Linked DNA regions of Mus musculus: regions 2, 3, 4, 5, 6 and 7 are each linked to region 1. A link is a contact called in public HiChIP or PLAC-seq, Micro-C and promoter capture Hi-C data. All regions are on one chromosome and are shown on one strand. The core of a region is the stretch at or near the end of the contact, and the rest is flanking DNA. Distances in the headings are between cores, read along the strand shown.

Region 1 (3,398 bases), core at 850-3,349:
TAGTCCGAAACACCCAACTGCAAGCAGATCTTAAGGAGCGCACCGCCTCCGCCCCCCCCCACCCCCCGCCCTTGCTCCTCCCTCTGGGCCTGCCTCCTTGGACAGAGACGGAAGGGACTTCACACTAGCCATTCATTTGTGAGCCGTGGGGGAGGGGACGCAAAAGCGCAGAGGAGGTAGAAAGGGGAAAGAGAAGACAGAGAAGATGGAGACTGAGAAAGAGACACAAAGATGAGGGAACACAGATAGCGAGTCTCCACTGTGGGTGTACTTGAGGCAGTATTGCCCTGCAGCCTCGGGGGAGATTTCTTTCCCTTTCCTCGGGATCCCGAGAACACGTAGGACATGCGGAGGCGAACGTAGTTGGATCCGAGAGCAAATAGTTTAGGCTATGACATTATTTTCTTACCACTATTTCTTCTGTCTAACCCCTCTGAGCAGTCCACGCCCATTGACACCGAGAACAAACCGAGACAACCGGGATGTCCCGGGTCTGCAGGCACTAGAGAAGTCTCTGCAATGCCCACGCCTACTCAGGGCAGTAGGACTTTCTCAGCCAGGGCGTCCCCGGGGAAACCCGGCACGCACTCTCCACAACCACTCCACCAGCCCGTAAAGTTGCTCAACTCAAGTGGAGAAATGGGAGCGGATGAAGATACAGAAGGGAACAGAGGACTGCTGTAATCCAGGCGAGAAGACTGCACCAATTGGTCCCCAACTCGAGTCTCCACGCCACCTTTGTCTGGAGAATCTATGGGTCCTGGTTTGCTAGTAAAGATTGGGGGACAAGCCTTCATTTCGTTTTCCAGAGCGAGGGGGGAGATACTGCACACCCCTCCAGTTCAGGGAAAGCTTTCCCGCCCAGGAGCCTCCCAGACCTCTACGGTGTTCCAACAACCCCACCCCCATCCAATGCGCCTTCCCGGCTGGCTCGGGAGCACCACGCGCAGGACAAAAGAACACAGGGGCAACGTGAGAGAGCTTTGACAGCCCTCAAGTCATCAAAGAAAAGCAGCCCCAGGACCCTACCCAACCCCTGCCAGATAGCCTCCCACATTGCCTGAGGGGTTGGGGGAAAGGGTCATGTCCGTGCAGGTCCTGGGCCGCTAAAGTATCCTGCTGCCTTGTCAGGAGCTGCCCAGAGGTGACTTTCCAGGAACCAAAGATACTGACCACACACACGGAGCCAGGAAACCAGGTGGTCTGCCCTAAGGTGGTTTCAGGGGCTTGCATTTGGGCAAGTTTGGGGACTCTCCATTCAAACTTTTGCCTCGACCACTTTAAAGAGAACAAAATCAAGGTGTGAGGAGTCCATTCCATTCCTCCAACTCAAGATAGCAGGACTTTTCTAGGATTTCGCTACAAAATCCCTTCCCCCTATTCGGTTTGTCCTTTTCCTCTACCCCACCCCGGACTTCTTTTGTCTAGCTCTTTTTCAGCACCAAGGTCTATCTGAATTCATCTCTTTAACAAGTTACCTTCATGTTTGAAAGTGCGCACATTTTTCTAACTTCGCCTTACAGCTAGTCCTCTTGGCTTTAATTAAAGCCCTCTTCCAATTACAATGTGAGTCTTTCCCCCTACTAAGCTGGACGGTTTTCTTTTCCCAACAAGTTTTCCCTCTTTCTTTTAAATGGGGGAACAAAAGAAAAGTGATTACCTTGAAAGGCGGCTTACTGCAGTTTTCGGGGTGGAAATTCACTGCTGAGCTGTGAGAAAGGGCTCCGCGTTGCCCCGGAAGATCACATAGGAAGCGCGGTGGCCTGGGGAAGGGTGCAGCGAGTGCGGGACAGAGCTGGAGAGGAGAGAGGATGCGCTGGTAGCGGCAGATCCTTGTCCCAGCGCTTGGCCACAGCACCTAATGCTCACAGCTGCTGCGCCCGCGCTCCTTGAGTTCTTCGCCCAGAAAGGCTCGGGGCAGCTCGCCTGCAAGTTCAAATGCGGGTTGTGACACCCACCGTCATTATATCACTGTACCGTCAGAGCCGAGGAGGAGACTCAGCGAGAAGGAGGAGGGAGAGGAGGAGGAGGGTTCATTCACAGGCTCCTGAAGAGCTCCGTAGCTCAGTCACTCCAAAGAGCCCAAGCTTGGAAACAGGCGGAGGGGCGGAAAGGAGCTCCCTCAGCCTGCGGTAGGGACCGCCTGCCTCCCTGGCCAGGCACTCCCACCTCTCAGCGTTTCTTCCTGATGAGAAGTACCAATCGGCTGGGGGTGGGGGGAATCCGTGCTCCTCATTCAACGACTCGGTACCACCTCGCTGTGCAGTCTCAAACAACTGCCTTCCCACCCATCCCCACCCCACCCCCTCTTCCCCGCCCTGGGCTGCTACTTCTGAATTAGGGGAAAGGAGTCCCCAGGCTCTGCTGCGGCCAGCAAGCACAGAGCAATTAAGTATGGTCAGTCCTTAGGAGCGGACGGGACTCTATAACATCAGCCAAGAACTTGCGTATAATGTGTTTAATGCGACCACGGAGCTTGCTCGTCCCATCAGAAGAGGTGTCAGGCTCAATGCTCCTGCCAACCTGAAAGAGATACTGAGAAAGTGAGATCCCAAGCCCCAGGGAGACGCAAAAGCTTTTCGTGACTGCTCTCCCTAGGGAACTGCCCAATGGGGAGCCCGCGGCATCAGGCCCTACACAAAGACCCTGGCAATAAAGGGTTGGACAGGAAATCCCCCCAAGCAATCCCTTGTCCCATTCAAAGAGAATCCTTTCTCTGACACAAATCCGCGTCTTTCCTTAAATGTATTTCGCTTCCTTCCTTCTTCCATACCTCTGTCTTTCACAGGATATCTTGCAGAATTTTCTGCCTAACTCAGATTTCTTTGACTTACCAGTCTTTCCATGTTGTCTGGAAATGGAATCTTTCACGTTCGCAATTTTTTTTTTCCCCTACTCAGGCTTATCCATCGATGTAAACAACATCAATATAGAGAAGCACACCCTTCACTGAATCACAAAAGACTCCATTAGGACCTTAAAGAGCAAAGGGTCAAACAGTTAATACAAAGGATTTCTGACCCTCACAAAAGGGCGACTTTGAATTTTCCGTTACGTTGAAGTCTAGTATGAGTTTCTAGAGAGAGGACAAAATAAGTTCGCAAGACATGTCGAAGTAACTCTCAGGGTACTGAAACAATTACAAACTTTTCCTCCTACACCAATATGGAAATATCCTTGTAATTATTGACTCTGAATGTTTTGCTTAGAGAATGACATCAAACACAGGGCTTCAGAAACGGTAGTGATTAACGCAGAGAGTTTGTCTTTACCCTGGATTTCTTTAATTAGATTGGCTGCCAACCACAGTTCTAAAGTTGTAACCTAGACCCTTCTGCATGTGGGCTCCTTTTCTAAGGTTTGTAGATTCAATATGATCATAGATCTTAAGTGATAAA
Region 2 (3,441 bases), core at 4-2,503, 1.1 Mb after region 1:
AAGATACATTGCTGTGTGCATCCATTATACTCAGAATCCATGTCCTCCCATCAAAATCATGTCATTTGTTCTTATCTATGTCCCAGAACTTCACTTCCATCTCCCAAACATATTCGTATTTTGTTTTAGTTTATACATGTTCTCATGTTGCTCCAGTTACTATTCCTTTATACCCGACCACTTCATTCTTTGGACATTATCGCTTGACAATTTACTGTGAGTTTATTCTGCTTTAGAGTGAACTTTGATTTTACCTCTGGCTGAGTCTCAAGTCTATGGCTTCCCCACCCACTCCTGTGCAAAGGGCACTAAAGGCATATCAGGGAATCTAATTTTAAAGTTAGATGCCTTCAAATGGCTTAGCTCTAGTGTGAAAATAGGAATGTGATCATTTTAAGCTATAGTAATATAAAGTATATATAATAAAATAGGAACTTGATGCTTTGATTAAACAGGAAAAGTGACTCATACGTATAGAGCTGAAATTATATATATCATATATATGATAAAATAATTATTTATATATATATAAAGATAGGAGAACAAAATCAGAGCTTGGCCTTTGGTGTGTGGCAGAGACACCATGGAGGATGAGAAGGCTATGGTTTCCTTCTGGCTTTTTATTTTAGTTTTGGTGTTGGTGTTGGTTTTGGTTTTGGTTTTGGTTTTGGTTTTGGTTTTGGTTTTGGTTTTGGTTTTGGTTTTGGTTTTGGTTTTGGTTTTGGTTTTGGTTTTGGTTTTGGTTTTGGTTTTGGTTTTTCTCCAGAGCAAAGAAAACTTCCTTGGTCTTGGGGAGCTTAATTCGGAGGGGAGCTCGTGGTGCAGGACAAGCAATGATGACCAGAGCCACCCTATAGTTTTCAAATGTGTTATCTCACATCTAGGAAGAATAAGGACACATGGGCAAAGACCAAACAGAACGAATGTTGATTTATTAAGAAAAAGTGAAAAAGAGCTCCTGACAATTCCACTTCTGAGTGGAGTTCCAGGGGAGGAACACTGATACACCGCCCTGCACGGTGGCCTTTTATAGGTCTTATGATTGGTCTAAGGTGATGTTTATTAAGACTGGTCTCATCTAGGGTCAAAGCTAGGGTCATCGCAGGTCAATCAGAAATGGGTCCATATACCTCGGCCTCACTGTAGAAGTGACTACATGTCATTTGTCCCAGCAAGGGAGTGGTCATTATGCTTCACCACTTATGATTCAATGGACCCCGCCCTTACTGCCTAAAGGGAACTTACTCTTGTCTCACTATGACTAATGCCAGGCAGAACTATATTCCACTAGCCAGGCATGTAATCCTAGGATCATGTCACCTCTCCTAATCCACGGCCTCAAGATAGAAGCAGACATTGTTTCCTAACTTCAGAACCCCCAACTCCTCTGACCTCACTCTCCATCCCCAGTGGAAAGAGCCTTCTTCAGTCTAAGTCCAAAATCCACAGGTCAGACAATGGAGCTAAAATTTTCCTCCAGTATTCGGAGGAAGAAAGGTAATGGAAGCAAAAGGAAAAACATAGTCAGCTGCTGTCCCAGACAAAGTTTTCAGGCAAAGAAAGTGATGACTTAGTCATAAAAGTTCCAGAAAGAAAATTTTCCACACACACACACACACAAAGCAGTGACGGCACAGAATATTTTAAATGGTGAAAATAGTGACCGGGGATTCCAGGCTGATGTATCATCTGCCTGACATTCCTGTGACCCAGTGAGTCAGTCATTCCTGTCAGTACAGAGTTTAAGTCTCCTTGTGTGGGAGAACACAAAGGGGAGAGCTTTGACTGACATAGCTTTCCCCACAGCTTCCCCCAGGACAGCCTAGCTTCTCAAGCCCTCTTCTGCTTCAGTCTCCACAGCGTGGACAGCCTGTGCACACTGCCCTGAAGTGAGAAGTGCCATTTACCAAAGGAAGGTTCCTAGGTTAGATCCTCACATCCGGCCCATGCAGCAGCACGGTGATACACATGTCAGAAGAAGAGGCAAGGAAAAAAACAGCTCAAAAAAGCCCAAAATATCATGAGAGATAAATGGCGGCGATAGTGAGTAAATGCCCTACGGGCATGCGCAGTCAATAAAACACCACTAGCACGGCAGAAAGATCCCAGCTGGAGAAGATCAGAGGTGAAAGGCCTTCAATTTATTGAGAACTGGGGCAACGGGAACTTCCCAAAAGAAGGAATGGTTCATAGCTTGGCAGACAACAAGAAGGCTGAGGGAGGCAAGAAGGTACTTAGAGGGAGCTCAGGAGAGAGAAGGCCTAACCCAAAGATGACCACACACTCAGACAAATGTAGTTCCCTGGAGAGACTGGCCTTCGAAAGAGATCCAACACAGAGAGCTCCGATGAAGCTAAAATGAGGTGATGTCTATCTAATGCATGATGTTTCAAGAGAACAAGGTCACAAGAGGTTCCAGTAACCAAGAGGGGGGGAAAAATCTGAAAGACAGACATGGTCAGCTGCAGATAAATTCTGTAAGAGCTTTCCAAAATGAGCCGAAGAGAAAGGCCATTCAATCAAGGAAGAAATATCTGTTTATTTTCACGGACGATTATAGGCTTAAAAAGCAATCTTGGAGATTTTTAGCCTTAAATAGATAAATAGCATACTATTTTCTAGTCAACCACCAAATATAACCTGGTATCTGGAGTGCAATTTAATATGCAATTCCCAGAATAAATTATATTGCCCTAGCTATATATTTCCAGCCTTGTGAAATACCATGTGTTTCCTTCTCCTAGAAATGCACTTGGGGCTCCCTGCTTCTCCCTGGGCTGCTTAGGGTCGGATGATGTCTCCAGAACTCACTAGTGTAGATCTGGGTTCCCATACTAGGAGCCTTTCTGTGCTTTCAGGCAAAGAGCCTGAGTCTTTCGTCTTGGCTCTGCTCCAGATTCATGGCTAGTTTTCTTAGCACCTAATGCAAGCTAAACTATCCCCAAACACAAACACAAAGCAATAGAAATCCCATGCATAGTCTCCATGAATTCAGCACAGAACAAAAGGGGGAAAAAAAATCCTCCATTTCAGAGAATTCATTCAAGTCCCAGTTACTATATATCTTAATTCTTTGAAGAACATTAATAAAATAAAATAATAAAAATAAAAAAACCTTCCTACTTCAACAAACAAAAGACTTGGATACTCCTTCAAGCCCTGAATCTTTAGTCCTCCCACACTTTTGCCTTGATGCCTGATAAGCGACTGATAAGCAACCAATACATCAGAGGGATGCCCCGTTTGAGTTTATCTTCATTATCTTTATGAGATGGCATTAACCTTTGCCCTTTGAGATAATGGAATCTGTTGTCCTCAGATCGAACAAAGCAAACTAGCATCAGACGAGTCTGAAAAGTGTGTCTCTGGGATGCTGGCTTTCAGTGTCCTATCCAGCTCTGCAAATCTCCCCGATGCCTGCCACCCCTAAAGCATTCAGGA
Region 3 (3,052 bases), core at 536-3,035, 1.0 Mb after region 1:
AGCCTCCCAATTTCACCGAAGACAGATGTGGAAATGCTCTATAACTACAGCTCAGATTTATTTACTCAAGAAGCCAAAGTTCTTGCTTCCTTTCCCTAATTGGGGCCGTGGCTCATTATTTGATCCTAGTGAGTTAAGTGAGAGACCTACAGGAACATAAGTACACAGCTTTGGTGTTTAAATTAATGAGCACAGTTACCTCTTAACCTTTAAAGGATATCACTAGATTATGTGGCAGCAGTGCACGGTAGACACATTTCCTTCTGGAAAATACCACAAAGGTAGAACCAGAATTAACCCCGAGGGTCAGAGGTCAGCATGCTGCTTAATGGGCTTGTTAAATGGTTAAACATTTTAACTTTGTGGTCTTCTTTCTTTTAAAATAATTCATATTACTCAACATGTATTTTATAACTAAGTAGCACATGGTTCTACAGCTCCTTTTAGGGGAAAAAATGTTCCTTAGTGTTAGCTTATTTTTTAATTTATCCAGTAATTTTTAACCTACCATAATTAAATAAATATGAGCCTAAGTGGGATAAAATGAAAATTCTAGGGTGAATCACATATTCTCATTTTAGCTTCAGAGGGGTGTGCCTATAAAGGGAATAACTTGGAGGTTGTATGCACTGCAAACTCATTTATGCGAATATCCCTCCTTTCCACGTGGCAATTGTAAAGATACTGTGGAAAGAAGGTAACATCCACATGTCATGAGTGTGAGATGGGCACTAAACCCTGGGGCCATTTCACCTAGAAAACTGGTTGCCCCCCCCAAAGAAAAAAATGAGCAAGTGCTTTGAAAAGTCAGTCGACAAAACAAAACAAAACAAATGAGCAATTCATTAGTAAGAACATTAAAATATACTTAAATGGCAGCACCATACACTACAAACACAAATAAAAGCCACACCACAAGAGCTTCCCATCACATCCTTTGGAACAGCTAAAATTTTAAAACAAAGGGGCAATACTTTTTACATACACACACAAAAACAAAAAAATCTTGTAAATTATTACATTACATAGAGTAAAGGTCATAAAAACTTCTCTAATACTAGCCCTCAGAAGGTTGGGCCACAAAGATTGCAAGCTCAAGGAAAGAGAGGAACACACACACACACACACACACACAGACACACACACTCACAGGCACTGGGGGAGAAAGTTTGTCTTCCTTAGATTTTTATCAACTTGACACAATAGGTTTGTAGAAAAAGGGAACTTCAGTTGAAAAAATGCTTCCATCTATTTTGTTTGTAGTCACGTTTGCTGTGCATTTTCTTGATTAGTGATAGATGTATGTAGGTAAGTAATACATGGGCAGGTAGTCCCATATGGCATAAGAAAGCAAAGCAAAGCATATATATATATATATGTATACACACACACACACACACACACACACACACACACATACATACATGAAAGAAGGAATTTACATTTTCACCTTCTTTGCTTTAACAGACTCAAAGAAGGCATTTTCATTCTTATTTGTCTGGAACAAATTAAGGTCAAAACAAGAAACCAAGAAGCATGGGTCAAAAACCTTTTCTTCAGACTCCTAGCAGGAGGCCATGCTCCTAAACAGAGCTAGCTAGTCCTGTGCATTGTGAGAGAAGAACTAGAAGCCTGCAGCTGGGCAGAGCACTATCCCAGCAGCCACCAGGTTGTTAAAAACACATTCAAATTTATGGGTAATGCAGCCACCTTATCAAAGGAAAGCAATATAAAGAGCTCACAGCTCCAAGGGGAAAGAGGAGAAGCTCTGCCACAGAGAAGTCATGCATCAGTCATGTGACGTCAGGGCCCAGTGTTAACAGCTTCTCAACACTGAAGGTGAAAGAACATTTGTTCACCAAAGGTCACTTTCCTCATTGGAGGGGGGAGGTTTCTGAGCACTGTTGGAAAGTTTGCCTCAGCGCATGCTGTTATGTTACCCCTGGGCCCAGTTTGCCTTCAAAACATGGCTGGAGGGGGGCAAGCAATTAGTCTGGCAGCTAATCAATGTCATTGTGGTGAAACCTTTCAGGAAAACATCCCAATTCAAAGGACCCATGTTTCAACTCCAGGCCATTTCTCACAGAAAAGGCCAGACACTGAGGAACGCCTTTGGGAAACTCCCGTAGTCCATCAGTGTTCATCAAGAGTCTAGATACCTGTTTAGGAGCCTTCATTAAAGTAAGCCTAGTTTCCACCATACAAATGGTTTAGAACCTAATCAGAAAAATAAAAACATGGTTATATCGGGGACGGAAAGTATGTATGAATGCAAGAGTTGACACAATGTTTTTACTTGTATGTCACTGCTTCCTTTTGTTATCTACACAACTAAAGTTACAATCCTCTTTCCAAACACCCTGGGCTCTCAGAAAATAACTCAACCCACATAGGTCAAATATTTTCAAATGGTAATCTTTCTGTGAAACAATGTTGCTATTTCACCCTGCCTCTACACACAACCAAGAAATACATATGTAAGAGAAAGAACAGACAGAAACACAGATCTCATTCAACAAGAGTTTGGAGAATTACATTGAGATCTTGCCCCATTTAGGGTCAGCATGTTGTTTTATTGTGAGAAACTTTAAACACTCCAGTGGAATTGGTATCCAGTGAGGAGCAGAGGCCAAGAATGCAGAATGTGGTACAGAGTCAAAATAGCATTCTGCTTCTTGCCATCCTTGCCCTCCCCAAGAAAGTTCCTCAAGATTGTCAATGTGCCTCAGTTTTAATCTTTTTTAATTAATTGTTTTATTTATTTACATTCCAAATGTTGCCCCTCTCATGGTCCCTCCTCCCAGAATTCTTCACCCCATCTTCACTCCCTTATCTCTGAAAGGCTGCTCGTCCACACCCCTTAGCCCCACCCCATCCCCAACAAACCCCCTTCCCTGAGACATCAAATCTTTACAGGATTAGGCACACCCTCTCCCAGTGAGGGCAGACAAGGTAGGCCTCTGCTACATATGTGCTAGAAGCCTTGGACTAGTCTGTGTAAGCTCTTTGGTTGGTGGCTTAGTCTCCGGGAGCTCCCAGGGGTCCAGGTTAG
Region 4 (3,164 bases), core at 392-2,891, 1.1 Mb after region 1:
TAGATGCTACCAATGATTGTCAAACAAACATGATTGTGTTTTTTGCATACGTTCTGAAAACTGGTGGAGACCAGCAGGCATAGATTTCTGCAATAACTGAAATCCTGATGCTCTCAAAAGACTTAATAGCCTTACAGTATAAAAGGTCCAGAACATCGGAACCAGTCTGTATTCACTGCTTTTCTTGCCTCAGTGACAGAACAGTCACAAATGCAGTTCCCAACAGGGAAGATTGAGTTTGGTTTATGATTTAAGATAACTCAGTCCATCGTGGCAGAGAAAGCATGGTGACAGGTAGTTCTGTTGTGGCAGCTGGGAGTCCTCACCAGCACCACCACCCCAGATATACACACAACACACAAACATTTAGAAGAGGACCATTTAGAGACTGGGCAGGAAGAGTGACTAGACTATAAACCTCATGGTCTGTTCCTGGTGACACACTTCTTCCAGCGAAGCATCATCTCCCAGTCAAGCGCCATGAGCTGTCGTCAAAGTGTTCAAACTTGTGAGCTTATGGAGGACACGTCACATATAACCTACAGCATAGTCTAAGCCTCACATTGCAAAGAGGAAACATCACTTCATAAAGAAAAGACCAGACTATCACAGGAAGTGGATTATAGCCCTATACACTGCCTTCACACAAATTTACCCATCTGCAGACAGTCTCACTCTGTCTTCAGTAAATAACCAGCTGTGACATCCACAAGTTACGAGAGGGCAGCATAAAGACTTCTTCTTAAAAGTGTTATCCCCATGGACTGTCATTGGTTAATGTCCATTCTAATATGGACTCAGGATTTAGATGGTAAAACAACTAAAAGAAATATTAAAAGCCAAGGGTGTTTATTGAGACTCAATCTACAACTGACATTTCATAACTGAGTTTCAACCTTTAAAACTAGCTCTACTCTTTCATAGACATAGACACTACATTTATTCAGTAAATGTTATAATACCTGAGCAACAGTAGTATGCCAGGCATTGTTGTAGGCACTAGGGCCATACAAAGAAATGTAAGAGACATATTCTACCTCCAGCTGTCAGTGATGCTTAGGAAACGGCCTGTGCTCAGTACAAACTCCATAGGACTAGATTTACCACCTGTTTGCTCAATGACAGGAAGATCAGGATGCTTTGTGAGCAGAAAAGAGAAAGGGAACGTGACCATGGGAACTAGCACAAGAAAACAGCCAAACAAAGCATTAAACGGAAGTTCCGGTCGGAGAAGCCTTCACTACACAGTCTAGGACCAGACCCAAACCTAACCCAGGTAACTAAAGTCTTTCTTGAGATAGGGGGCCAGGGACTGCTGGTTCAGAGACAAAGCAATGGTACACCAGGCAGCTGTGCAGTCTCCTCTTGCCTCTTGCCGTTTGTCAGACTTAAGGACTGTCAGTGCAACTGGCAGCGGGGTAACTCCCAGCCTGGGAGGAACCCAACGAAACTCTCCCTCTCTGGCCATTCATGTTCATTAATGCGTTTACCCAAGTGCCTTTCCATGAGACCAGGTTTCTTCCTTTCTGTGACTATAAGTGGATGGATAGAGAATATTCGGGGGTTTGCACCACATAGTACCTTCACTCAGTAAAGGTAGATGAAAGAAAAATACATCCCTTCCCCCATGCCAAGTTGGAAAACAGGCCCCCAAGGCCCAGACCAGGACCAGATGTGGAAATAACCCTGTATCGCATTGTACCCCTCCAAAGCTCTGCTGCCCAGAGGTATTATGAAATGGAGGCAGGTAAATGTGAATTTGCTAAAGAACTTTTCCCAGCGAAGGAAGCAAAGAGGTTTGGAGTCAAGGAGAAAATCTGCATTTTCTACTGTTGAGGATTAGGACTGCCCTTGGCAAGGAACTTGGAACTGCTTGGAAAAAGTCAAAAGACTTGTCAGACATCAAAAGCTCAGAACAATGCTTTAGTGATTTAAGTGTAAATGAATCTTTGACACATATGGATTAAATTTCCCTTACAGGGCACACACTAAAACACTGAAGAAAAATGTTTCTGACAAGTCCCATGCTCGGTTCACCAAATGACTAGAGACTGTGTGGTAGATCATCCGTGAGGTCCAATTGTAAGCCACCCCAGTGGGCATGCGCTTCCCCAGCTCACCATTCTCTGCCAATAGAGAACCTCAGGGCAAAACAGACACAGAAGCACTGGCGGCAGGGAGTCCTTGTCTGTGCCCTCTTTGTCCTCAGTGTCTTCCAGTACCTAAAACTGGGGGACTCTAACAACAGACTCTGACCAAAGGCATCGCTTATACAAACTGAGAACTCAGCATGGGCCAAATCTGAGGTTGAGAAACGACTCAAACATAGTAACGTATCAAATCATCTTTAAGACTTCATCTTCTTTAAAGCTTCATAAATTATAAATACCCAAAAGGTGTTGTCCTTAATCAAAGAGACTGAGTTCTAGATATATGTTTTTCTAAAGATGTAGATGATTAATGAAGACAGGAAGTAGTTGGAGCTGGCTGTCATGTTTCCTTCATGTCAGACACAGCTTGTTATGATGGGCGCAAATACTGTACTCCCTGGAGCATACATGAGGCAGTGGTGATACAAGACAGTCCCCCATGCCAGAGGAAACTGGACAGACTTCCCTGGAAGCACAGGCATCCTTGTCTTTGCCACAGCTGAATGTCCTAACATCTCTGCTCAAGAAAGTTCCAGTGACAACACCTTGGAAATCTACAGGACACCACCCACATCTGATGGGAGAGGGTTGGCAGCATAATCTACTAATTTGGAATTGATTCTGAGGACTTCACAGCTCCTCCCAGCTCAAAATGGGGAGCCTTGTCCACAAAGTCATCTGAGGCATGCAATCAAGCTGGCCAGTGGAGGGTCTCAATCAGGTGTCTGGATTTAGCAGAAGCCATATGACAAGCACACCCATATTTTCATGGAATTTCTTTTAAATCCCAATGCCACTTTCATCCTGGCATGATTAAGAATAGGAAGAATTAACAGGAATCAAACAAATGTGAAGAGCCTATGAGGATTTTAAAGATAATTGTGTTTATCAGATTGACAAGATTACATGAGTATTGTATATTTGAAAAATATCAAGCAGTAAGAGACTAATAAGGGAACAAAGTAAATATGTTGGACTTTGATTTATAAGACCTATGAGGGGCTGGTGAGATGG
Region 5 (3,061 bases), core at 231-2,730, 1.7 Mb after region 1:
CTTGCTATCAGAACCCACAAACTCCATTTCTTTCCTTTCCATCTATCTCTGCATCTCCATATGCATTTTTATGATCCTACTGCTAAATGCTTAAAGCTGTGTGCAATAGAAAGGTATGCTTCCTCATTTGAATGTTATTTCCTTTCCTTAGCATAACCGTTACTCCTCTATTCATGCTTTTCTGAGGTCTCCATGTCCTACCCCAATGGCACCTCTCTTCCCCTGTCACCTCCCATTTGAAGCTCATCTCTTCTCTCAACCGGATTTCTACTCTGTCTGATTTTACAGCCAAGGATCTTTAACAAAATAAAGGATGGAGTCTATCAGAAACCAGGTTGCGTGTGTCTTGAGAAACTTTTGCGCATTCACTGAAATGAGATTAGGGACTTGGATCCAAAAATATTCTCCGGGAGTTTTCAGCTTGGGCACAGCTTTGCACATCTTGGGCTCTGCGGCCTATTCTGCTGGGCAAATACAGGGATGTCTTTCAGGGCCTTCTCTGAATCTTTCCAGTCCAAGGGTCAAATTGAAATGACATTGCCCATCCAAACTATAAAAGCAGGCCGAGTAGAGAATGCCTGGGCCCCTGGTCTGCTGCAGGTCTGTGCAGAGTACTGGGGAGGTAGGGACCCAGGCCTTGGGCCACTGCGGTCCCACGAGTCGGTCTCTTGACCTCTTTGGGAAGGGGAGGGGGTGTAGTCCCCTCTTAGACAGGAGGCAGACGCCAGGGAGGGTGGTCCTTTGGGATTCAGGGCTTGACTTCAGAGCCGGCGACAGCACCTCAGCGGGCGCCCCAATGGGAGGCACGGTGCCTCCCAGGGAGAGACAGAGGTTCGCTCAGTCCTTGAGCCAGAAGGTCGAGGGTTCAGAGCGGGCGTCCCCGGCCTGCTGGCCCTCCGGGAACGGGATTGGGGCGACACCCCAGACAGGAGGGATGAGATCAACCGCGGGTACGGACCCGGGGTGCCTGGCCGGAGAGGAGCGGGAGAGGAGGTTGGCGGGACCCCGGCGCCGGGTCCGCGGGTCCGCCTGTGGACTCGCCGGGCGCCCCGAAGTCTGGGGCCGCCGCGACTCCCGTTCCGCAGTCGCTGCCAGGCACTCCAGGCCGCACTTTCCCCTCCTCCCCGCGCCTTCTCTCCAGTGAGGAGCCGGGCGCGGGCGGCGCGGGGGGCGGGGCGGCGGCGGAGGGAACAGCCAGTTGTTTAAAATCCTTCTAGAGCAGTTTCTAATTCCCCCCTAGCGCCCGGGTTCGGAGGGGGAGGGGGGAAGGAGAGCGGGAGGGGGAGCGCGGCGGAGAGGGAAGGAGGGAGGGAGGGAGGGAGCGGGAGAGGGAGGGAGGGAGGGAGGAGACTGCCGCTTAGGCCGAGCCGCCGCCGCGCGCTCCGGCAGGCCGGAGGGAGGGGAGGCCTGTCAGTCTCGCGCGTTGCCAGGGCGAGGAGGGCGGAGCTCTGGCGTGGGGCGGCCAATGGTGGGGGTGGCTGCGTGGGTCGCCATGGGGACGGGGCTGTTCCCGGGGAGGCTGTGATGGGTTGACAGGTGCGTGACAGTGGGAGCTGCTCTCGGCACAAGCATGTACGGCAAAGGCAAGAGTAACAGCAGCGCCGTCCCGTCCGACAGCCAGGCCCGGGAGAAGTGAGTGTCTCCGCGCCGCAGCCACCTCCGCCTTCGCACGCGCGCACACTCGCGCACGCACTCGCACTCTCCGGGAACCGCAGCCACACGGCCGCCCCGCCGCGGGGGAGCCGGGGGTGGGCTGCAGGGGGAGGCGCGGGGCGGGGGCGCGCGGCTCCGGGGAGCGGCCGCCTGCCTCCACGGGGGAGCCCCCCGGGTGGGTGGCCGCGGGCAGCGGGCGGCGGGAGGGACGCGCGTGGCGGGGGGACGGCGGCGGCGGGGATGGAAACTTGTTTGGGTGGTTGAGGGGAACCACCCGCGGCTTCACCTCCTCGCAAAGTAACTTTGGAGCTGTGGTCCAGGACGGCCGGGCCGCGGCGCGCGGCGGGCCTGGGGGGCGCGGGCTGCGGGGCGGCCGGGGTCCGGCGGGGCCGCGGCGGGGGCCCGCGAGCGTGGAGAGGGGAGAGGACGGCGGGCCGGGCGGGCGGAAGCGGGGCCCCGCGGGGCGCGGAGGGCAAGTGCGGGCGTGGGCCGGGCGGGCGGGCGGGCGCAGAGACGCGGGTCCGCGGGTTCTCCCGGCGCAGGCCGAGCTGGCTGGCGGGCGGGTCCGGGGCGGCGGGGGAAGTTTGGGAGTGGGAGCGCCGAGTTCCCGGAGGGAGAGTGTGTGCTGGCCCGCGCGGGGTCGGTCGCGAGAGCTTGGCGCTCCTGCCTCCCGCCGCACACCGGCTCGGCGGCGGCCCCAGAACTTTTTGAGACTTGCGGTGTCCCCGGGGGTTGGTGGCCGCGGGCGCGGAGGGCAGGTCCCGTGGGCCGTGGCGGCGCCGCGAGGAGGGCTGCCCGCGGTGTGGACCCGACGCGGGTCGGCGTGGGGGCTGCGGCAGAGATGCTGGGCACAAGCCGCTCCGCTGGGTCGTGGGGGATACAGGTGGTAACTTCGGTGGGAACCCGGAGGACGTTGGGGAGCCGAGGTGCCACGGTCGCGGCACGCTGCGGAGCAGGCTAGTTGGCTGCTATTCTTGTGTACTTGTAACGGCGATTTGGTTGTTACTAAAATGAGAGCGAATAGTGACTCTGACACCGAGGAAGAACCCTCCCCCCCCCCCTTTTTCCTATGTGCAGATGTTCAGACTGATTCCCTGTACTGGGTCTGCTGGGGGCGGGGGGGGGGCGTCAAGCTTATCCTTGTCATTGAACATACTGTCTTGCTGAGGGGACTCAGGCTGGGGGAGAGCAAGTCCTTCTCAGAGGTACTCTGGGTCTCTTGCATACAAAAACAGCTTGGTAAATAAAAAAATCCAAATGTGTAGGCTACGGAGTTTACCCCCCTTGCTTAGGCAGTTAGTCATACCCTTGAAAGTTTGTTGTGCCCCAGGGAGGGGAACATGTTCTAATCTTTGTGTTGGCAGCAATACACACACAATTCCCATAGGGTTTAGAGGTGGCAGGCCCT
Region 6 (3,119 bases), core at 602-3,101, 1.1 Mb after region 1:
TCTATTAAATCAATGATGGCAACCTAATGTTGATTCAAAACAGAGAGGGAGAATGGGAAATGAGCATCAGAAAGTGGCTATGTTTGTTGGTGGGAGTAATGTTGGCTGTCTAAGCCAAGATGAAAAATGATCTGCCTACAAATGCAGGTATGATATCTATCTAATGGGCAAAATAACCAATCTGTTTAAAGAGTAAGGAGTTAGGCTGCCCACAGAAAGCCACAGGCCTCACTATTCAGGCCTATCTACAAAAAAATTGCTTAACTCTTGTGCATTCTATTCCAAACCCCACAACTCCATGAGATTCAATCTTTGACCAACTTTAAATAAGGGCAATGGGACTTAAACTTACATACATATAAAAATAACCAGGAAGGAAGGTTTTCCTTAAGACTGGAAATATCCTTGATCCTTACCCAGATCTCACCCATCACAAACTGAGTTAAAATGGGTTACATGAAGGTGTCTGTAGCAAGTTAATGTGGGTGATCTAAGTGATCAGCCAGATTTTAAAACAACCTCTCTTGCGCAGAGAGAGCAAACATATAGCATAAGAACTATTTCGTCTACTCCTTTGTTCATGGCAGACATTATTAATCAATACCAGCACTGCCAATGAACCTAGGCCAAGCTCATAAACCTTCTTGTGGAGCTCCAAACAGCCCCTACCAGTCAATGAGAACTGGCTCACAAAGCGAAAACTCCCTGCCATCCCTGAGTAACAGAAAACAGACAGTAGCATTTTGAGCTCAGTTGTCTGTTTAACTGAGCATCTAGAAAACATCATTTTACAAAAATCTTCACTGACACCTGACCTTTGAGCCTCTCAGAACCTTTGTGAGGTGTACAAGTCAGGTATTTGGATTCTCACTTTATAAGTGAGGCAACTGGAGGTCACAGAAGTGGTCTCTTAAGGTCAGAAAGCTGATATGAGCAAAAATCAAAGGAAAGTCTGTCCTCGGTTGTCTCCCAGGACAGTGTTCTACCATCAATAGGGCTGAAAATTCCATATATTCTGGATGAAAATCTAGATATAAAGTAAATATAGGCCAAGCCTAGAACAAACAGAAAAGAGAAGCTAACCCAGGAGGGTGAGCATATTGTTCATAGCCAACAAAGACTCAGGACTGGAAAGCCAGACCCCTGAGATCTGACCTGAGTTCCTCTGCCTCAGGCTCGTAGGTCGGTAGCTCATTGCAGAGGGTCTCCTCCCCTCTTCCCACACTACCCAGAAGGACCTCTCCCACATGCCTTCCTCTTTCCCACTGGTGCCATACTCTCAGCCTCACTCACCTCTGCACAACCTACCCCCTCCTCACCACCACCCACCCCCCTGTAACTTCCCTGCAAGCTGAAGGAAACAGCCTCTTACTCAGAACAGTTCTGGCCAACTGACTTAAGATAAGACAAGCACCTTGGCAGGGAGACTTGAATATAAAATTGCAAACAGCTTTTGAAGTTGCAGATCCGTAATACTCTAAGCCAAAGAAGAGGGGGTTGCCTCTTCTACCCCTTGTCTAAATCAACACTGCAAAGGGCTGAAATGGGTCCAGCCAGCTTTCGGATGTGATCTCACAGGACCGCCTGCCACACACATGCATTTACAGCCTGTCACCAGAGCAAAAACCCCATGAGGCTTGTCACCACCTGATGCGGGGGACATATTTCTGCTGAAATCAAAGCAAAGGGTTTAATGTCCTTTCATGTGCTCAGATATGTCCCGCCTAACCTGAATGTGCCCTCGCCTCTGCAAGAAATCAAGAAATTTTAAGATTATAATGTTGAATGGAGAGGGTTTTTGAACGCAGGGCTGGGTCACCCCTACCACTTGCTATTGTGCAATCCTGAGAAAGTAAATTCCTTAACTTTTCCTCATGCAAAATAAGACTGAAGTAATATTTCATTGTTTGCAATACCTAGTGCTTTAAAAAAATATACAAAACAGGTTAAATATTAAAGCAAGTGAACCATGTAAAGAATTTGGCACAATGACAGGTGCAAAGTCAACAGTAAATGATAACCATCACTGTTTCGTATAAAAATAGAGAATAGAAAGATCAAAATATATACTAGAAAACTTTTAGATTAAGGTGGCACCTAAACAGGTCCCCAACTGTATTTTAGAGTCCCTGCAATCAGTTGCAGATGACCAAGCAGAGAACACTGATGTTATGCTGATATGTTTAATGGCCTAATTTTCATGCATAGAATCGAATAATTAGCAAGAGTCAATAGCATGTTTTTTAGAATTGTCACTTTTGACAGCATATCTTATTCATAACTTAGCCTGTATTTAGTATATATTTCTATTCTTTCCAAAATTCTACCAAAAACTTATAGAATTTTATAGTTAGAAATAATTAAACAAAATGTACAATAAACTGAAGTACCAAGTGTCTTGCAAGTCACAGACCTGGCTCTCTAAAGGAAATAGCGACCAAAAAGCACAAAGCATGTGGAGATTGCATCATGACTTCCCCTGCTGGCCCAATTAGACACTTCTTTTGGAAGCTTCTAGAGACCCAAGTTTCCAAATCTAAATGGAAACGGAACACAGATATTTCTTAGAGATAACCATCAGTACTTTCAGCCCAAGGAAAGGCAAAGCCAAGGATTCTCTTACAAGTAGAGCCCACCACCTGAGCCGGTTCTGTGTACATGTTCTACTACATAAGGCTGTTTAGGATTGACCATGTGAATACACAAAGGCAGATAGACAAACAGACTAAAATGACGCACTGACACATACCCACACACACACACACAGAGACCCTGGATTACATTCACACACACATAATCACACACATTCACACACACAGAGACCCCGGATTACATGCACACACACAATCCACACATACACACACACACACACACACACACACACACACACCTGATTATATGCACACACAAAATCACACACACACACAGACCCCCAATTACATGCACACACATACAATCACACACATACACACACACACACATACACGTACACTGTCGGTTTGTTCCTACAGCCTTGCTTTGAATTATCCTTGGAGAAGTTTAGGGACTCGGCCTTTGTTTTCCCTCCATTTACAAAGAAACATCTCTAACAAGTGTTCTCCTTCAACTGGTAAAATATT
Region 7 (3,161 bases), core at 511-3,010, 1.5 Mb after region 1:
ATGTTTCTAAGAAATTTATTGAACGTTAAAAAGTGCTATCAAGATATAATTTGTTCTGGGCATGGTAGTAGATGTTTATGCTCTAGAGGCAACATGATGGTGAGTTCTAGACTAGACTGGACTCAGTAAGACCCTGTCTAAAATATAAAACTGTGGGGGTAGTGTGGTACAGTTGGCAGCATGGTTGCCTAGCCTGCACAAAGGCCTGAGTTCAATTCCCAGCATCACATAAACTGGGCATTGTGTTTAATACACACAGAACTTGGGAAGTGGAGACAGGATCAGCTTAAGGTCAGCCCTAGCTGTCCAGGAAGCTCAAGGCTAGCCTAATCTAGAAAATCTAGACAGGGAAAGATATAATTTTTAAAGCACTGTCTTAGATATCCCCACTTTGTATAGTAAGATCTACACCCTAATCTTGAAATATTCCATATTCAAATGAATCCAGCTTAGAACTATTTACTCTAGTTTCTTCCATTAAAATATAAATAACAACTTTCTGGGTTTTTTTTTTTTTTTTTTTTGCTCATTGAGACAGGATCTAGCCATGCATAGTGCAGGCTAGCCTCAAAATGGAGGTAGCTCTGCCTCTAGCTATGCCAGGCTGGGGTGTGTATAGCCCATTGCCCCACACTTGGGTGAGAGGGATAGGCCATCAAGCTCAGGCATGACGTCTTTAAAACTGCTCTGTGAGACTTTTAACTCCCTTGTTGCTCTGAATTTTTTTTTTTCTGCTAAGTTTTTCATTCTGTGTCATTTTTTCCTGTCAATATCGGACACTTTGGAAGCAATGAGGAGCAATGGTACCTGGAATCCTAAAATAGACTTGAGTCCTGCACAGGGTCTGTGTTCTCCAACCCTAACCATCATAAATGTTCACTTTCATCACCACAGTGGGGGCCACTGTCACATTATAATGACCCAAAGTAAGCCTTTGGAAAAGAACTATTGCACTTAGAAAGAGGAAGCCAATTGTCAAAGAGAACTTAAAACATGAACACAAGCACTGGAGGGAAGCTGATGGCCCCTGTAACCTGAGATGGGGGTCTATAAACTCAGCTTCTCTGAGGAGAGGCTGAGGCAAGAGGCTCAAGATAGGTAAAACAGGCATGAGAGTGCCCACTAGGAATCCCAACACTTGTGTGACAGAGGCAGGGTTGTTTAGAGTTCCAGGCCAGCGTGGGCTACATAGTACAAATCTCTCTCAAAAACAAACCCAAGACTGTTCTGGTTGGTTTGTTTTGTTTTGTTTTGTTTTTTCCTTACAGTTGGAAACAATTTACATCTTGCCGAAAACATGTAACTGCAGAAAATGGGGCTCCATTTTGATTCTGAAACCCTGGGCTTTACTACCAAGATTTTCATAATTATCACTATAGATGCAAGTATGGCTTCTATAAATCAGTTAACTAGTCCTTTATCTCCGCCCCCCTCCCCCACCTTCCCGGTTTTATAGATTATGGGGGGAGGAGGTTGTGTTGGCTGCAAATCTGAAAAGCCTGCCAGTCACTTAACTTCCTTTGTTTCAAGGTCACGTGAGCACATTCCTAGCACAAGGTGGAAAGGTCGCCTGGGCGGCCCGCGCCCACCTCCCAGGCCTGTTACTGGCTGGCCGATCCTCCACCCTTCTCAGGTCCCAGGAGGCGGGCGAGGGCTGCAGGCAGCGGCGGAGGTACCGCCGTGGTTAGGTCGCCGAGGTTAGGTGTACTCACCCCGCTCGCTCGCCCTGACCTGGAGCCGGCGGCGCGCACGGGGCGGAGCGGGGAGGGACGGGGCGGGGCCGGGACCGCAGGAGCGACACGGCAGCGGAGGAGCTCTGCCCGCGCTGCGGTGAGCATGCGCAGTGGGGCTGCACGGTGACGTCCGGGCGAGACCTTCCTGCAACCCGGGCGCCAGCAGCCTTCACTTTCCCGGAGCCTAACCCGCTTGGTGCTCTCGGCCAGGCAGGGGCAACCCCGAGCCAGGGTATCTGCACTCCCTTCCCCACACGCAGTCATTCTAGACGCCTGGCTATAAACAGGGGACTCGTGACAAGTAGAGTGCGAGCCAGGATGAGGGCCGCGAGCATCCCCAAGAGCCTAGAGAGCAGTACCAGCTAAATGAGGTGGTCACTGCCACCCATTTAAGGCTGGGGCGAGAAGTTAGGAATTCGAATGCTAGTAACTGTATCATTTGCAGCACAAAAATCAGAAAATACCAATCAGTAAAATGAAACCAAGAGGCAATGGTAGGGCCAAGGAAAATACCAGAAGATGTAGGAGTCTTAGGGGTTATGGGGACCGATAGAATATCTCAGGAAAAGCATGTCTGGTCCTTTAAACAGTACAGTATTTCTTAGAAAAGAAACAGGCAAAATGAAACTGCTGTCTTCAAATGTGAAAAGGGAAATTTTGGTCTTGAGCAAGTAGTGTAAGATTACCATGTTAAGTAGCTAATAAATTCCTGGGACTCTAGGTAATGGTTTTGCAATTTCCTGTAAGTCCATATTGTTTCGAAATAAAAGGTTAACAGTGTGTGTGTGTATGTGTTCTGAGTTTGTTTTATAATTGGACAGAACATAGATCTGTAGTGACCACTGGCAAAAGATGGGGAAGGGGCTAACTTTAAAAGGGGCTTAGAAGTTAGAAGGATGGTAGAAGGATGGTAGTTTCTGATTGTTGGTTTTATTGATGATTAAACCACTATTTTGTTTGTCAAAACAAAAACCAAAAAAAGTGACATTTTGCCACACACAAAATAGTTTTAAAACAGTTTTGTAAAAATGAACTTTAACTTTTTTGAGCAACTATTAATTAATTGGTAGCACCTAATTTAATTTATTTTTTAATTAGAAGGAATCTGTAGCCTAGGCTAGCCTGGAACTGTAAATACTTCTACATCTAAGTGTTAGGATTAAAGCTTGGAACATCTTAACCTGCTTCTATTTGACGTGTTAGTTTGTTTTGAAGGATAAGAAGTTATTTGTAGGGTATGGCAGCTCATGCTTATAACCCCAGCACTCAGTGAAGTAATAGGGGGTGGTGGCAAGAGGAATTCAAGGCCAATCTGGGCTATAGAGGAAATTCTAGAGCAGCCAAGTCTGCTTTATTATTTTCTAAAAATAAAGTAAAAATTACCAAAAAAAAAAAAAACCTGCCCATGTAAAAATAAGAATCATTAAT

Evidence for each region. Promoter capture Hi-C pulls out the DNA fragments that hold promoters and counts their contacts. A called contact is a pair of places that touch in the nucleus more often than the background predicts. HiChIP or PLAC-seq counts read pairs in DNA pulled down with a chosen protein or histone mark.
Region 2: a contact with region 1 is called in an H3K27ac HiChIP or PLAC-seq map of the NIH/3T3 cell line, with 12 times the contacts expected there. The contact joins the enhancer-like site here to the promoter of Vcan in region 1. A contact is called at or near these places in 4 of 39 promoter capture datasets (the C10 cell line, cranial neural crest, frontonasal cranial neural crest and 1 more), 1 of 15 datasets of contacts at CTCF or cohesin (the NIH/3T3 cell line), 4 of 484 Hi-C or Micro-C datasets (LSK cells, bone marrow-derived macrophages, embryonic fibroblasts and 1 more), 14 of 115 datasets of contacts at active chromatin or transcription factors (the NIH/3T3 cell line, astrocytes, cardiomyocytes and 10 more) and 1 of 9 other capture datasets (liver).
Region 3: an H3K4me3 HiChIP or PLAC-seq map of embryonic limb bud shows a contact between it and region 1, with 13 times the contacts expected there. The contact joins the enhancer-like site here to the promoter of Vcan in region 1. A contact is called at or near these places in 3 of 39 promoter capture datasets (cranial neural crest, embryonic stem cells and neural stem cells), 6 of 115 datasets of contacts at active chromatin or transcription factors (the 230-238 cell line, embryonic forebrain, embryonic limb bud and 2 more) and 2 of 9 other capture datasets (embryonic stem cells and liver).
Region 4: a promoter capture Hi-C map of cranial neural crest shows a contact between it and region 1. The contact joins the enhancer-like site here to the promoter of Vcan in region 1. A contact is called at or near these places in 21 of 39 promoter capture datasets (the 3T3-L1 cell line, 3T3-L1-derived adipocytes, the C10 cell line and 12 more), 2 of 15 datasets of contacts at CTCF or cohesin (pro-B cells and stem cell-derived epiblast-like cells), 51 of 484 Hi-C or Micro-C datasets (3T3-L1-derived adipocytes, the AML12 cell line, the C2C12 cell line and 30 more), 35 of 115 datasets of contacts at active chromatin or transcription factors (the 230-238 cell line, the NIH/3T3 cell line, astrocytes and 20 more) and 5 of 9 other capture datasets (adipose tissue, embryonic stem cells, liver and 2 more).
Region 5: a contact with region 1 is called in a Micro-C map of embryonic stem cells, with 13 times the contacts expected there. The contact joins the promoter of Ssbp2 here to the promoter of Vcan in region 1. A contact is called at or near these places in 3 of 39 promoter capture datasets (hippocampal neurons, liver and pre-B cells), 3 of 484 Hi-C or Micro-C datasets (embryonic stem cells, pre-B cells and uterus), 2 of 115 datasets of contacts at active chromatin or transcription factors (astrocytes and embryonic stem cells) and 1 of 9 other capture datasets (liver).
Region 6: a contact with region 1 is called in a promoter capture Hi-C map of liver, with 14 times the contacts expected there. The contact joins the enhancer-like site here to the promoter of Vcan in region 1. A contact is called at or near these places in 20 of 39 promoter capture datasets (the 3T3-L1 cell line, 3T3-L1-derived adipocytes, the C10 cell line and 13 more), 4 of 15 datasets of contacts at CTCF or cohesin (the NIH/3T3 cell line, large pre-B cells, pro-B cells and 1 more), 79 of 484 Hi-C or Micro-C datasets (3T3-L1-derived adipocytes, the AML12 cell line, the C2C12 cell line and 41 more), 39 of 115 datasets of contacts at active chromatin or transcription factors (the 230-238 cell line, the NIH/3T3 cell line, astrocytes and 26 more) and 5 of 9 other capture datasets (adipose tissue, embryonic stem cells, liver and 2 more).
Region 7: a promoter capture Hi-C map of hippocampal neurons shows a contact between it and region 1, with 2.0 times the contacts expected there. The contact joins the promoter of Atg10 here to the promoter of Vcan in region 1. A contact is called at or near these places in 3 of 39 promoter capture datasets (hippocampal neurons, liver and pre-B cells) and 1 of 484 Hi-C or Micro-C datasets (pre-B cells).

The regions. Positions count from the first base shown.
Region 1 is chr13:89,740,413-89,743,810 of GRCm38.p6, forward strand. It overlaps Vcan (versican), which reads right to left and starts at 2,100. Exons shown (of 15, transcript NM_001081249.1): 1 at 1,661-2,100. The region is part of intron 1 of Gm4117 (a long non-coding RNA gene); the gene reads left to right.
Region 2 is chr13:90,795,753-90,799,193 of GRCm38.p6, forward strand. No RefSeq gene overlaps it. Among named protein-coding and RNA genes, the nearest start is that of Atp6ap1l, 110 kb to the right of the region's middle. Within about 2 kb of position 1,254, at least 54 of the 459 cell types and tissues checked have an H3K27ac peak or open chromatin away from gene starts, as enhancers often do. A contact at or near this core is called in the NIH/3T3 cell line, embryonic fibroblasts, myocytes and 2 more, where this site is marked.
Region 3 is chr13:90,760,551-90,763,602 of GRCm38.p6, forward strand. No RefSeq gene overlaps it. Among named protein-coding and RNA genes, the nearest start is that of Atp6ap1l, 140 kb to the right of the region's middle. Within about 2 kb of position 1,786, at least 18 of the 459 cell types and tissues checked have an H3K27ac peak or open chromatin away from gene starts, as enhancers often do. A contact at or near this core is called in embryonic limb bud, where this site is marked.
Region 4 is chr13:90,854,335-90,857,498 of GRCm38.p6, forward strand. No RefSeq gene overlaps it. Among named protein-coding and RNA genes, the nearest start is that of Atp6ap1l, 49 kb to the right of the region's middle. Within about 2 kb of position 1,642, at least 6 of the 459 cell types and tissues checked have an H3K27ac peak or open chromatin away from gene starts, as enhancers often do.
Region 5 is chr13:91,459,617-91,462,677 of GRCm38.p6, forward strand. Ssbp2 (single-stranded DNA binding protein 2) reads left to right here and starts at 1,481. Exons shown (of 17, transcript NM_024272.4): 1 at 1,481-1,632. The coding sequence starts at 1,571.
Region 6 is chr13:90,832,475-90,835,593 of GRCm38.p6, forward strand. No RefSeq gene overlaps it. Among named protein-coding and RNA genes, the nearest start is that of Atp6ap1l, 71 kb to the right of the region's middle. Within about 2 kb of position 1,852, at least 3 of the 459 cell types and tissues checked have an H3K27ac peak or open chromatin away from gene starts, as enhancers often do.
Region 7 is chr13:91,222,227-91,225,387 of GRCm38.p6, forward strand. Atg10 (autophagy related 10) reads right to left here and starts at 1,761. Exons shown (of 8, transcript NM_025770.3): 1 at 1,713-1,761.